5 separate regions of the Mus musculus genome follow, and regions 2, 3, 4 and 5 are each linked to region 1. A link is a contact called in public HiChIP or PLAC-seq and promoter capture Hi-C data. All regions are on one chromosome and are shown on one strand. Each heading gives the region's core, a stretch centred on a gene start, on an enhancer-like site or on the middle of the called end of the contact. The rest is flanking DNA. Distances are from core to core; before and after follow the strand shown. Region 1 holds the start of Eif2ak1 (eukaryotic translation initiation factor 2 alpha kinase 1). Region 2 holds the start of Cyth3 (cytohesin 3). Region 3 overlaps Cyth3 (cytohesin 3). Region 4 overlaps Cyth3 (cytohesin 3). Region 5 overlaps Ccz1 (CCZ1 vacuolar protein trafficking and biogenesis associated).

Region 1 (2,700 bases), core at 153-2,652:
AAGCCCCAAGGATTCTCCAGTTTCTGTCCCTTGCAGGTTCTAGTATAACATGCACAGTTGTAGCCAATGGCTTTTGTGTGGGTTTCTGGGGATTTGAATTCAGGTCCTTAGGCTTGAGCAACAAGTAAACTTACTCCCAAGTCCCAGCATCGATTTTTGAATCTTAACTTCATCATCTAGGGTAGCTTTGGAGGTGGGTGGGTGGGTTCCAGGTGGTCACAAGGAAAAAAAAAACCTTTGGTTTGAAACCAACTGGAAAGTTAGTCTCAAAACCCAAGAATTTCCTTTAGATTAGATTCTCTCTGGCATTTCCCATTTTGCTATGGTCTGTGATGGATCAAAGCAAGTTTGCTCTACTCGAGTCAGGACTTGTAGATAAATTTGTTTTTGTTCTGAAACAGGGTATCATTTAAGTCAGCCTGGCCTCAAACTCACTATGTACTTGAACACCTGGTCCTCTCATTTCTACCTCTCAAGTGCTCAAATTTAAAAATTAGAAGCATATAAACCACTACGATGGGTGATTTTTTTAAAAGATAGTTATTTTATATATATACGTATCACTTATACATATACATGTACATATATATATATATATATATATATATATATATATATATATATATATATGCATCACTTCTAAAATTAGGTCCCTTAGATGGCTGGATTTTCGAAATTAAAACACAAAGAAGAGGTTGGAGAGACGGTTCAGTAGTCAACAGCATTTGCTGCTCTTGCAGAGGACCTAGTCCAATTCTCATCAGTTATCAGTCCTCTGTAACTCCAGTCCCAGGGGATCTGATGCCCTCTTCTGGCCTCCATAGGCAACAGACACACATATGAAGGCAGAGTTGATATACCAACATCCATAAAATACTGCTTCTACTTTCCCGGTCTCCCCGCTCCCTCCCCCGCGCACCATGTATCTTCCCCTCGGTTTATTTACTTTGCCCTTGCCCCAACATCAGTTTTCACTCTCTCTGGTCTTCTTTCTGGTTTGTTAGGCTTTACCCACACTTACTCCCACGTATATCCATTACAGGTTAGGATATCTGCATTTGAGCGAGAAACACGCGGTCTTTGTCTTTCCGAGTGTGGGTCCCCTTGCTTATTATACTTTCCAGAGAAAAGTTTGCAGGTGTGAGATCTGAGCGTTTATGATGCCTACAGGGATAATATGGGAAGAACAGAGAACCAGACACAACCCACAGGGTCAAGGAGAAAGGTCCTTCCTACACAGGCAGCGCCGCACCACGCCGCGCCAGCACACCCCTGCTTGTCCTGCCCACTCGGGGCACACCCGCAGTGGATCAGCCAATCATTTCCTTTAGAGAAAAAAGGGGCGGGACAGCGAGAGCCCGCCCCCCTACAGAAACTTCCTGGTCACTGGGGCGGGACTTCCGTTGGCTCTTGTGTTACTTCCGGCTTGGGGGGAGGCTCTAGTGGCCGGCAGCGTCTGGGGACCGGCAGAGCGAGGTTACTATCCACGCTCCGAACGGCAATGCTGGGGGGCAGCTCCGTGGACGGCGAGCGCGACACGGACGACGACGCGGCGGGGGCGGTGGCCGCGCCTCCTGCCATCGACTTCCCCGCAGAGGTGTCGGACCCCAAGTATGATGGTGAGACAGGGATGGCTCGCGCAGTCCCACGGTTCGCTGTTCATATGAGTTCCTGCGCGCCAGTGGTCCCCGGTGGTCACCTAAGATCCTAGGCCGCCTCGGGGCTCGAACTCGGGCCCAGAGCTGTAGGGCACCGGGAGGTGGCGGGCAGGCTGTCAAGGGTTAGGTAAATATTTACTACAAGAGCGTCTACGCTCTACCCGTTTGTGGGCATTTGTATTTCTTGACTTCTGTTTTGCGCCACTTCCCCGAGGCCGCTTTTCGCTTCTTGTTTTTCTTCGCTGAGTGTAATCTTTGTTCACTGCTAGAATGAGATTAGATAAGTAAAGATTAGATAAGTAATGATTTCTTTTAGCGAGGTAGTACACGAACGCTCCAGTTTTCTTGAGGCTTTTGATACATGTAAATCAAATTGTGTAACGTAAGGCGCGTCGTCTTCAAAACATCGATTCTTATGTAGGTTAACGTTCTGGTATTTTACAGAAAGTGCAGTTGGTTGGTACCAGTTGCTTGAGCCGTTTTAAAACTGAAATTGTGCTCTCGATAGTGAATACACCGAGTCGTGGTGCACTCTTGTAACCCAGACGTATGGAAAGTGGAGGCAGGAGGATCGGGACTTGAAGGGCAAGCCTGAGCTTCATGTTGAGTTCCAGGGCAGTTTGAAGTACATACGACTCTATCTCGAACTAACAAAAAAGGATAATGACGGTGGAGCAGTGACAGAGAATGTTTTAGGATGAGTGAGATCCTGGGTTTATCTTCCAGCCCCCAAAACATACATCCAAGGAGGTTTTAGCTGTATACACAGAATGCTTATAAGGTTACAGTAAAGCTAGAAATGAGTATGTTGTAGTGGAGTTAGGAGTGTACACTAAATTCAGGGTTTTTTTTTTTTCTTCTCCATTTTCATTTTTAAATCCTGCCTGTAATAATTGACCACAATGAGAAATAAAAGTTGTTCATCGTGGTGACTCAGTAGGCTGTATAGAGGCTGGTTGTAAGATAACTTTTAAATGAATATGCAGATTTTCCCCACACGGCAAGTGGCATGTTACTGTAGCCCGTGAGCCGAGCAAGTGTG
Region 2 (2,700 bases), core at 65-2,564, 200 kb before region 1:
ATCATAAATCCAGGGCAGCTGGCAGCAAGCCAAGGGAGACTAACGCTCAACTGCACGGGCATCTGACGCCAGACTGGCCAACCCCTGTACTAATGCTTTCTGAGAGCCGAGCCCCAGCTGTGCCGGACTGGGGTTAGGGTTCAACAGCATCACTATATTCATTTACCAACCTAATACTTTGTTAATTCTAAAATGCATCCAATCCGCAGGAAAAATGAGACTCCATTATTATTATACACCCAAAAGATAAAAGGCTGGAATTACCCTAACATTCTGAGGGTAAAGAAGGGAGGAGGTGGGGGTGGGGAGAGTCTTCTCATGGGCTCGTTTTCAGATGATGATGATGATGACTTCAGACAGAGACTCACTAGGTAGCCCTGGCTAACTTGGAACTCACTAAGCAGACTAAACCCACTAAGATTCTGTTGAGATTGGCTTGCTGTGGTCAAAGGTATTCGCCACCGCACCCAGTTTTTATTATTTTTAAAATAAACACTTAAAAAAAGATTTATTTAGCTGGGCATGGTGGCTCATCCTTTTAGCTCCAGCATTCAGGAGTCAAAGGCAGGAAGATCTCTGAGTTCAAGGTCAGCCTGGTCTACAGAGAAAGAGTTCCATGACATTGATGGCTATGCAGAGAAACCCTATCTCAAAAAGTTTTTTTAAAATTTTATTTTGTGTGTATCAGTGTTTTGCCCGCACATATATGTGTGCACTACAAGCATGCCTGATGTGGGTGGAGGTAAGAGTGTGCCAGATAACCGTCATATGAGTGCAGGTGCCCTTGGAGGCCGGAAGTATTGGATCCTTTTTGTAGTCATAGTTACAAGGGTTCTGTGGGTGCTGAGAACCAAACTCTGATTCTCTTCAAGAGCAGCGAGTGCTCTTAACAACAGAACTACATCCCCACACAATTATTACTGTGTGTATGTCATGTGTGGACGCCCACGCATGCTGCGGTCACAGTAAAACTTTATAGTCAGTTCTTTCCTTCTGCCTTTAAGTGGGGGCCACTTGAGCCAATCATCAGCCTTCCTTTTCAGATAGTTTCTCACTCCCTACTCTATGCATTTGCGAGTCGCAGCCCTTAGCCATCAGGTTTTGTAGAGCAGGGCGTCCTCGTGCTCCTGATAGACCCGGCTTCCTCTCCAGGATGCTCTAGAGGGGCAGACAGGAGGTTCGAGGGAGAGTGCTGCGCTGCAGGATCCAAGTCTCCTAGCTAAGCAGCTACTGCAGCTACTGCAAGGCCGGGCGGAGTCTGGTGGGCGGGACCGCTCGGCGTCTAGGCTCCGCCCACACCGACAGGGGAGGCGTGGTTTTGTGTCACGTGATGGCGCCGGAGCAGTGAGGCTCCGCCCGGCCCTCCGTGGAGGCCCGGCCGCGACCCGGGCCGCGCTCGCTGAGGAGCTCTCCGGTTCTCCCCGCGACCACTTCTCTTAGTCCCGGCGTTCAGCCCAGTCGCTCCCGCCGGCTCCGGGCTCGCCGGCTGGCGGGGAGTGGCCTCAAAATGGACGAAGGCGGTGGCGGTGAGGGCGGCAGCGGTGAGTGATGGAGGTGTGGCCGGCTCTCTGGGCGGCCCTGAGGCCGAGGGTCGCGCTGTTGAGAGCCCAGGCTTGAGACGTGGGGCCGGGTGTCGGGTGGGGTGGCGGCGACCGTGGGGAGGTGCGCGGGGTAAGGCGGGGACTCGGGCTTCGCTGCCCTGGTGAGAGGACATGTCGGAGACCGCGGGGTCGTCGCCCAGCGCGGTCGCGGGTCGCGGGTTCGAGGCCGGGGTCTCCGCAGCACAGCTCCAGGTCGCCTTTCTGAGATGGGGCCACTCTGCGGGGCGACCTTCCCAGCGTCTCATTGCCAAGGGCGTCCACGCCCTCCCTAGCCCAGCTGTTTCGGACGGGCCCCTCTCCTTTTCAGCTCTCCTCAGGTGTCTGGAGCTTGGGAGCTCCTGGATGGGGAGGGGAAAGTTTTCAATTTGGAGGACTCGGAGGGCCCGGAGGGTGGGGTGGATCGGTCGGGGGAGAGGAGGAAGGTTGGAAGTCATGACCACGTCTCTGATTTTTAGATCAGAAGTACTCATTGGGAATGGCTTAAAGGACATGAGGGGCAGGCAGCTCCAGTCCAGGTCTGAGTATGCATTTTTTTATCAAATAGAAAAGAAAAAATGCTACAGAGAAGGGGTCGGGTGTAAAAATAAAAAGGGGGCCAAATAGCACAAATGATAGAATCATTGTCTAGCATGCCCAGGACGCTGAGTTTGATCCCCAACACCACCAAATGGAAAATATAATTAAGAAATTAAAGGGGTCAGGTGGGATTCCTTTAAAGCCGAGGGTGGGATGCGGGAGCCACAGCAGCGAGACTGTTAGACTCCTGGACAGGTGCCTGTGACAGACACCCTTCCAGAGGTGGGCTATCAGTTCTCCGTGTTGCTCAGGCTGTATGTATGTGCCTGACTTTGAGTTCCACCCTGCTGCAAATGAGCCGGTTGCAAATTACTCAACGGAGTACAGATTCCTGTTGTGTCATTTCATGAATTTGGTTTCCCAAAACATCAAGAGTCACCGTTTGTGGAGTGGGACTTTACTTGAAGTAAGCAAAGGGTTAATAATGTACCCGTCATTTTTTACCCAAACACCCCAAGTTGAAGCTGTCTGGACTTTGAGGAACGATCTTCCTTTTTTGCTGACAGAATGATCAGAATCCCAT
Region 3 (2,700 bases), core at 195-2,694, 160 kb before region 1:
CTTGTTTTTGTTTGTTTGTCTGAGACGGGGTCTTACGTAGACAAGGCTGGCCTTGAACTCCTTATTCCCTTGCCTCCAGCTTCTGCGTGTTGGTTCAGGCATTCACTATCACACTTGGCTTCATTTTTATTTTTGAATAGTTCTGGCATTTGCATTAGTCATCTGACATTCTTCATTCACTTCAATTTCCTTTTCCTCTGTCTAGAACAGTGATAGGAACTTTAGCTTTAGGGACTTGTGGCTCCTTATTTAATGTGGTTATAAGTTCTAGCAATACAGTGGTAGAGGCATCGCTTTCCACTTGAGCTATGAGCTCACTTGTAATCTTTACTACAGTTTTTGAGTCGGTTGCTCATGTTCAGTATGAGTTTCCTTTCCTTTCCTTTCCTTTCCTTTCCTTTCCTTTCCTTTCCTTTCCTTTCCTTTCCTTTCCTTTCCTTTCCTTTGGTTTTTTTTGGAGACAGGGTTTCTCTGTGTAGCCCTGGCTGTCCTGGAACTCACTCTGTAGACCAGGCTGGCCTCGAACTCAGAAATCACCTGCCTCTGCCTTCCAAGTGCTGGGATTAAAGGCGTGTGCCACCACTGCCCGGCTCAGTATGATTTTTCTTGGGGAGATGTTTCTGTTCTTCCAATACAACTCCACTTTAGTGAACCAGTGAGATTTTGGGGTTTCTACACGAGTATGAATGACATTCATAGGCAGCTGCATCCCCTAAAGAAATCCACTGTAGTGTCACTGAGCATGCAGGCACCTTGGCAGGCCACAGCATTTCTCTTTAGCAGTTGTTGTAGCTTGTATAATAATCTTGGGGAGGGCCTTGTGAATCTTGTAGGATTCAGGAGCTTCCTAAGAGTCCTGAGTTTTGTTTACTTCTTAAATAAGCTTGGTAAATTTCCTGAGTTTTAATGTGCAGTCACTATAAATCCTAGTCACTAGACCAGAAAACGGGGACTTAATCAGATGAAATATCCTGTGTAAATAATCCTCATGGCACACCTAAGGTGGAGTTGAGCTGTGGCCTCATGGTTGCTGGTTCTCGGGCCTTGCCTGGACAAACAAGCCTGCTCTCTGGGCTAAAGCACAGCTGGTAGTAAAATTGCACATCTTTAGAAGGCTAAAGAGGCACTGTATTTTTCAAACTAGAAGCAGATTTTTGCCACCTTTGGGGCACTTAGGAGCAGCAGGGCTGCTTTCCTTTCTCAGCTGTAGCTACGTAGCCATTGAGAGGCACAAGTCAGTAGGGCACTGGGGCTCCCCAGCCAACTCGAATATAACTGTTTCCTCCTTGGATTTCCCTCTACACTTCATTTGGCTAGCTCAAGTTTTACCTTCTGTTCCACTATTTCAGACTGTCACTGGACAGCTGTTAAACATCTGTTGCTCTCCTCTGAGAACTTGCAGTTGTTTTCGTCTCTACAGTGGCTCCCTGTATCCTGTTTGTGTGCACTCAGTGCCTTCAGAATGAAGCGGTTGCAAAGGGCTTTATGCTCCTCCCTGTCACTGTAGCCTCTAACTCACGAGCCACCAATAAAAACGTCTAACAAAACTAGACTCTGTGTCCCCTTAGATAAATGAAGGGAAGGACGATAAGGCTAGTGGGAGGAGGAAGTCCCCATGAGAAGGGGCACTTTTTACATTTTTATAAATGAGGCAGAGTGCCTGAATTGAGGGAATCCTTTTGTGGAGGATGGAGTAGGAGGGCACTCAGCAGGGGGAGGCAGCCTGGATTTCCAGAAGCTAAATGTTAAAGTTGAGCATTGGCTTGGCTGTAGATAAGTTCTTTTGCCTCCACTTTTTGGTTTAAAACAGTTCTTCTTTTTTTGTTTTTTTTTTGTTTTTTTGTTTTTGTTTTTTTTTAAATAAGGCCATGGGGTGGGGGCTGTCTTTGCTTCCAGCCTAGCTCTCTCAGTGTGACCTGACCCCTGAATCCTACCCTCCCACACAAATCAAGAACTTGATCCTTAGCGCACAAAGACCTTTCTTTCTAGCCCCTCTCCTCCTCCTAACCTCCACATTTGGAGCTGAGTATTTGGAGCAGAGGCCTAGCCAGAGGGCATGCTGAGTGTGTTCTTCTGTCCCCATGGCCATAGAAGAACATGCACTCTGAAGCTAGCAAACAGTCTTGTCTTCATGAATGCACTGTACGTGTGTGATCTGCTTTCTAACGTGCCTCTGGAACACTATCAGCAGTAGCTTCAGATGGTTGGAGAGAATAAAGAGTCAAGAAGATAACTTGTGGGCTGAGGTGGAGTTCTGTGCTAAAATGCTTGCTTCATGTGTATATTCCTCTGGTTCTTAGACCATTCCTATATGATCCTCGAGTTAACAGTAAAAAGTGAGCATTTTAGAATGTAAATGAAGGGGAAAGTTCATATTTTCACATTCATTCCTAATTTCATGGTATGTGTGTGCATGTGACACAGGATCTCATTATTGTAGTGCTGACTGGCCTAGAACTCCCCATGTAGATCAAATTGGCTTCAAAACTCAGATCTCCCTCTGACTGTCTCTGCCTCCCAAGTGCTCCCAAAGCCATATTCCACCACACTGGACATTGCTAACTAAAAACAAAACAATTTTTGAGTCAGGATGTGTGTGTGTGTTGGGTGGATTTCCCATATGCAGCAGTGCGAGTGTGGAGTTTTAGGTTGTTTGAGGGAGGGTTTTCTGCTGTTGCTTTTCCTCCTACTGGGGCCACT
Region 4 (2,700 bases), core at 147-2,646, 130 kb before region 1:
TGCTCTTAAGTGCTGAGCCATCTTTCCACCCCCATTCTTTCTTCAATATCTCTTTCCTAGGGAAAAATCATTCGATCTCTCTTGGCCTCAGTTTTAAAATAGGGCTAGTAATGACTGTCCTCATGGTGTTTTGAGGGGTCCAGGTATTTTATAGCCCTCTGTTATTTGGAGAGCAGTAACCGTTTCCTTAGTAGCATTTTGGCATAGAGGGTTACCTAAGGACACCACTAAGGCACCATTCGTGTTTCGGTGTGGAGCGAGCAGAGGAAGAAGAGGTAGCAATGTAACAGGCGCTCTGCTCCTCTCCTTCCTCCACACCTTACAGGATGTACTTATTACACATTCTGCATTCATTGTTCTGATCATGTTATGACATGTATTTATGTGGTTAGTTTTTCTTTTTTTAAATGATTTGTTTGTTTTATGTGAATTGATGTTTTTCCTGCATGTATGTCTGTCTGAGGATGTTGGATCCCCTTGAGCTGGAGTTAAAGTTGTTAGCTGCCATGTGGGTGTTGCAGATTGAACCTAGGTCCTCTGGAAGAACAGCCAGCGCTCTTAACCTCAGGATCATCTCTTCAGCCTATCCGTGGGTAGTTTTAATTGCCAACTTGATATAATACAGAATCTCCTGCAAAAGGAGTCTCAGTAAAGAATTCTCTAGAATAGATTGGTTTGTGGTTGTGGCCGTTCGGGAGTTTCTTGATTGGGTTAAGGTGAGGAAGACCTCCTGTGAGTGTGGGCAGCACCATTTCATGCACAGGCTGGGTCCTAGTGAGTGACGAGAGCAAGCTGTGCACTAGCATGGTCATACACACTCGTTCTGTCTGCTCTTGGATGCGTGTTCAAACTCCACCGAGTCCCTATGACAGTGGACTGGAGTTGTGAGCTAAATGCACCCTTTCCCCCTAATACAGCTTTGTCAGGGTATTTTATCATGGCAGTGGGGAACAAAGCTAAGAAAATACCTGAACAATTTATTATTTAATTTTTTGTTCTTGAGGTTCGTAAGAGAATGTGTGCAGTGTCTACACAGATATTCTGAAATCACCTGATAGCAACTGGTTTTCTGTGAGAGGCCAGCCCGCTTGCCCTGCCTCCTGTGGGTGGCATTTAACTTCCTGGATAATTTCTAATCTATAAAATGTGCTTCTTCAACATTGTTGCACTCCAGCTGCACTGCTGCAGAGTGCTGCATCCTGGATGCTGTCTGATGTACCTGAGTGCTTCCCCAAGCTCCTGCTCATTTGTGCTCCCAGCTCTGCTCCCAGCCCAGCACAGCCAGCTAGTGAGATTGGCATGCAGTTTCATAGTTGTGCCTAAGAAAGCCCCTAGTTCTACAAGGCTCACGGTGGAGCTGAGTGTAGGCGGCCAGCACCGCGCTGCCTTCCCACTGCATTTCTCAGTCCCCAGAGTGTAACCACGTTGACCTTTCTTACTGGTGTGTGTCTGGTTCAGTGCTTGTTTTATGCGTTACATATGTAGCACTTCAGTGAAAGGCTACATGCAGTTGAGAGCTGAGTACAGCAGGCCCACCTTGCCCACTGCTCCCTGCTGCGTGCTGGGGTGTGCTGGTTGCATCTGTGTCTATCTTAGCACTACAGCCTGTAAGAGGGTACAGAGAAGTACCCCACCATGGTGACCTCTCCTCAGGTCTCTGTGCTAAAGCACGGGGGCGGGATAATGAGCACTGTGGTGGGGTGAGGTGTGCACAGAGGTGCTTGGTGTCCTTTAGCTTTGTTTTCCTCCAGAGCAGCAGGCGGGGCCTCCCAACCCAACCTCCCGCCTCCAGTCTCCAGCCTGACCGGGTTCCCCGAAGGTGTTGACCTTTCTTTCTTCTTTCTTCTTCTTTTCAGTGCCTGAAGACCTGTCATTAGAAGAGCGAGAAGAACTTTTGGACATTCGTAGAAGAAAAAAGGAACTTATTGATGACATTGAGGTAAATCAGCAACAGCAGAGTGTCTTAGCGTGTGGATTTGTGTGGCATACTGAGTAGGGTAGCTTCAGGAACACGTGACATTGAATCTTCAGTATGTGTGTATTAGAAATACAGAGACAGAGGAGATGGCTTCTCCAGACTGGCGCAGCAAAGACTGTCCATCCCAGAAAGCACAAGCTCTGGTAGAGACCTCGATGGGACTAACATTCCCAGTAGTTGTCATGTGGCCTCAGAGGTACAGTGTTAGTGGAAGCAGTGGCAACAGCCCTGCACAAGCTGCCCTTTTCTGTGTATATTATTCCAGGCACTTAGAGAAGTGCCTGCTATATCTTTGGCAGTCTGTGTCCTTTGAATAGACAGACAAGCATACTTGTTGGATTCTAACTATATACCATGTGCCTGCTTGGTAAGGGCAGAATAACAAATTTAAACGAAGATAAATAAAACCGATGGGTAAACAGTGCCTTCCCACAGTTGTGGACTTGACTCGGAGGCCAGGGCGGAGGGTGTCCCACAGGGCAAGAGCTGAGTGAAGCTACATACAATACATTCAGAGCTGGGGATCTGAGCTGCTTCAGACGGCACGCAGGGGCCGCCTGGTCCTCAGGAAAGATGGTTGTGTGGCTTGGCTTGAGGGGCCTCCTAGTCACTGTCACTGCCAAAGTAAATGTTGCTTCACAGGCCACGATTGTCCTAGACAATGGCTCCTTTCTAGGAACTTGTTTAAGTTTGAACTTGTTGGCACATACATAATAGGGTTC
Region 5 (2,700 bases), core at 174-2,673, 170 kb after region 1:
AGGCTGCCTGTAATCACAACGTTAGGAAACCGTGGGACAATGGCTGTAAGTTCAAGGTTGGACTGGCCTACATAGCAACTTTCAGGCCAGCCAGATGGAAGCTCTTGTCTCAAAAACACAAAACAAAAGCCCAAAACAAACCAACAAAAGAACAGATGTTAAGATCCTCTATGTCACTTATGATGAGCTTGGTAGGATTTGTCCCCTGCCTGCCGTTAGTGTCATGCCACAGAGAGCAGTGGCGAAGCCCAATCCCATGAGGACAATGCGATCTTTTCTCCAGGACAACATTCATTAAGACCCATAAAGCAGCTGCTAGATCACACTGTCCAGAAAGGAGACCAACCCCGCCCTGATGGGAAGGCAGAAAAAAACTGCATTCTTCTGCCCATGTGCAGATGGTGACAGCTGGAAGTGCCCTGTGAACCTGGCAGCCTGGAGGGTTCTCATCACAGGATCTATAAAAGGACATTTGTACAGTGGGCAGCTATAAAAGGACATTTGTACAGTGGGCAGCTATAAAAGGACATTTGTACAGTGGGCAGCCATGCCTTGTTTGCTGATTTTTCTTTTTGTAGCACTTTAGAAAACACTTTTCTTTTAGGCACTGTTAAGTTTCCCACCCCACAGGAGAAATAAAAGCATTTAATGGGGGACTGGAGACACAGCTCAGTGGCTAGGAGCACCTGCTATTCTTACAGAAGACCCCATTTGGTTCTCGGCACCCACAGGACAGCCTACAACTGTCAGTAACTGCAGCTCCTTCTGGCTTCCTCAGGGACCAGGCACAAGTGGGTGGGACACAGACATAAATGCTGGTAAAATACCCATATGCATGAAATAAAGTTTTCTTTAAACCCGAAATACACAGAATAGAAGCATCTGCTTGGATCTTAGGAGTTGTGTTCTGGTTTCTGTTTGCACTGGAGGCTGAGTTAGGCCCTCACTCATGCTCGGCGGGTGTAGCAGTGGGCTACATCCCTCACAGACCCCTGACACCCATCTCATTTCCCCCCCACCATTTATTCAAGGTAGAGACTCCATTAATAGCCCAGGCAGACTTTGAAGTTCTCATCCTCTTGCCTCTTGAAAAGCTGGGATCCAAGGCCAGGAGCTTCTGTTTGTTTGATTTCTGGGGCAGTTATGAGCTGCCCCATGTGTAGACCAAACTTGAGTCCCTGTAAGAGCAGCAGAGACCCTGAGCCTCTGGAGCTGTCTCTGCAGTCCCTGTTTTTTTGCTTTCTAATGTTTATTTTATGTGACTATCTTTTGTCAGCATGTATGTCTATCACCACGTGTGCCCGATGCTGTCAGAGGACAGACGAGGTATTGGATCCGTGAGAACGGGGCTACGGCTGCCTGCGGGCCACTGTGTGGGAGCTGGAACTAAGCCAACGTCTTAACCCGGAGCCACTGCTGCAGCTCACCAAGTTACTTCCCTTTTAAAGAACTTCCTATTTCCTTGTGTGTGCACGTGTGTGTATGGAGGGATACAGTATGCATGCATGAGGTCTGAGGACATTCTGTGTGTCACCAAGCTTGGCAGCACGCTCCTGTACCCACTAGGCCACTTCTCAGGCCATATTTACTTTTTTTTGAGATAGGGTCTCCTGTAGTCCAGGCTGAGTTCAAACTCACTCTGTAGCTGAGGATGGACGTAAACTCCTGATCCTCCTGCCTCAGCTGGAATTATAGGTATGACCACAATGTGCAGCTTCTATAGTTTCTTAACCCAGGGAAAGATTATTTGAAGTATCCGTGGTTAAAGTTCTCCTGAGGTCCCAGGCCCCCTTACCATTGACCTCGATCAGGTTCGCATTCTTCTGACTGAGAATCACGTACAGCTCCCGCTGGTCAGACTTCTTCCCAACAACCCAGTAGTCGCTCATGGCCTTCACAATGATTTCTTCATCTTCATCTGCTCTGTAACAAAGTTTCAGAGTGGGATGCTTTTATGTACACAGCTAGACTGGGAAGAGAAAAAGAATTCAAAACAAGAAATGGTACTAAGGGGCTGGAGAGATGGCTCAGTGGTTAAGAGCACTGACTGCTCTTCCGAAGGTACTGAGTTCAATTCTCAGCAACCACATGGTGGCTCACAACCATCTGTAATGAGATCTGACGCCCTCTTCTGGAGTGTCTGAAGACAGCTACAGTGTACTTACATATAACAATAAATAAATCTTAGGGCTGGAGCAAGCAGAAGCCAAGTTTAATTCCCAGCAACCACATGGTGGCTCACAACCATCTGTACAGCTACTGTGTACTCATATACATAAAGTAAATAAATCTTAAAAAGAAAGAAAGAAACGACACTAAGTTGTAGTTATAAATAGTTAAGTAGTCACGTATGAAAGGCAACCTTGTGTGATGTGGAAGCAGTCTCTTCTCAAGGGCTCTGGGTCACTTGGTTTAAAGGTAATTATTTAGCTAGGCATGCAGGCATATGTCTATAATCCCAGCCCTGAGAAGGCTGAGGCAGAGAGATCTTGAGTTTAAGTACTACTAGGTTATACAGTGAATCCCATGTAAACAAACAAATAAGATAAATATAAATATACATACGTATAACTCCTTTAAATCTATTCTCAGAAAGGCAACATCCGCTTTGAGAAGTCGCTGGGATTACCTGGTAAAGTCACTGTTGATGTCCCCTAATATCTTCATTAGATCTGGGTGGACGGATGTGAGTGACACACT

What was found. HiChIP or PLAC-seq counts read pairs in DNA pulled down with a chosen protein or histone mark. Capture Hi-C pulls out chosen DNA fragments and counts their contacts.
Region 2: a promoter capture Hi-C map of liver shows a contact between it and region 1. The contact joins the promoter of Cyth3 here to the promoter of Eif2ak1 in region 1. A contact is called at or near these places in 1 of 484 Hi-C or Micro-C datasets (embryonic stem cells), 10 of 115 datasets of contacts at active chromatin or transcription factors (the 230-238 cell line, the SCID.adh cell line, bone marrow-derived macrophages and 3 more) and 3 of 9 other capture datasets (adipose tissue, liver and pancreatic islet).
Region 3: a contact with region 1 is called in an H3K4me3 HiChIP or PLAC-seq map of the SCID.adh cell line, with 14 read pairs. The contact joins the enhancer-like site here to the promoter of Eif2ak1 in region 1. A contact is called at or near these places in 6 of 115 datasets of contacts at active chromatin or transcription factors (the SCID.adh cell line, bone marrow-derived macrophages, embryonic stem cells and 1 more) and 1 of 9 other capture datasets (adipose tissue).
Region 4: an H3K4me3 HiChIP or PLAC-seq map of the SCID.adh cell line shows a contact between it and region 1, with 12 read pairs. The contact joins the enhancer-like site here to the promoter of Eif2ak1 in region 1. A contact is called at or near these places in 1 of 484 Hi-C or Micro-C datasets (nephron progenitors) and 7 of 115 datasets of contacts at active chromatin or transcription factors (the SCID.adh cell line, bone marrow-derived macrophages, embryonic stem cells and 2 more).
Region 5: a contact with region 1 is called in an H3K4me3 HiChIP or PLAC-seq map of bone marrow-derived macrophages, with 2.1 times the contacts expected there. The contact joins the enhancer-like site here to the promoter of Eif2ak1 in region 1. A contact is called at or near these places in 13 of 115 datasets of contacts at active chromatin or transcription factors (the SCID.adh cell line, bone marrow-derived macrophages, cardiomyocytes and 5 more) and 4 of 9 other capture datasets (adipose tissue, embryonic stem cells, liver and 1 more).

What each region holds. Positions count from the first base shown.
Region 1 is chr5:143,816,390-143,819,089 of GRCm38.p6, forward strand. Eif2ak1 (eukaryotic translation initiation factor 2 alpha kinase 1) reads left to right here and starts at 1,403. Exons shown (of 15, transcript NM_013557.2): 1 at 1,403-1,619. The coding sequence starts at 1,502.
Region 2 is chr5:143,621,133-143,623,832 of GRCm38.p6, forward strand. Cyth3 (cytohesin 3) reads left to right here and starts at 1,315. Exons shown (of 13, transcript NM_011182.4): 1 at 1,315-1,541. The coding sequence starts at 1,508.
Region 3 is chr5:143,653,572-143,656,271 of GRCm38.p6, forward strand. All of the region lies in intron 1 of Cyth3 (cytohesin 3), which reads left to right. Among named protein-coding and RNA genes, the nearest start is that of Cyth3, 32 kb to the left of the region's middle. Within about 2 kb of position 1,445, at least 134 of the 459 cell types and tissues checked have an H3K27ac peak or open chromatin away from gene starts, as enhancers often do. A contact at or near this core is called in the SCID.adh cell line and adipose tissue, where this site is marked.
Region 4 is chr5:143,682,540-143,685,239 of GRCm38.p6, forward strand. Cyth3 (cytohesin 3) reads left to right here. Exons shown (of 13, transcript NM_011182.4): 2 at 1,857-1,939. Among named protein-coding and RNA genes, the nearest start is that of Usp42, 48 kb to the right of the region's middle. Within about 2 kb of position 1,397, at least 30 of the 459 cell types and tissues checked have an H3K27ac peak or open chromatin away from gene starts, as enhancers often do. A contact at or near this core is called in the SCID.adh cell line, where this site is marked.
Region 5 is chr5:143,988,843-143,991,542 of GRCm38.p6, forward strand. It overlaps Ccz1 (CCZ1 vacuolar protein trafficking and biogenesis associated), which reads right to left. Exons shown (of 15, transcript NM_177682.3): 13 at 2,630-2,700; 14 at 1,796-1,923. Among named protein-coding and RNA genes, the nearest start is that of Gm17135, 9.2 kb to the left of the region's middle. Within about 2 kb of position 1,424, at least 53 of the 459 cell types and tissues checked have an H3K27ac peak or open chromatin away from gene starts, as enhancers often do. A contact at or near this core is called in bone marrow-derived macrophages, where this site is marked.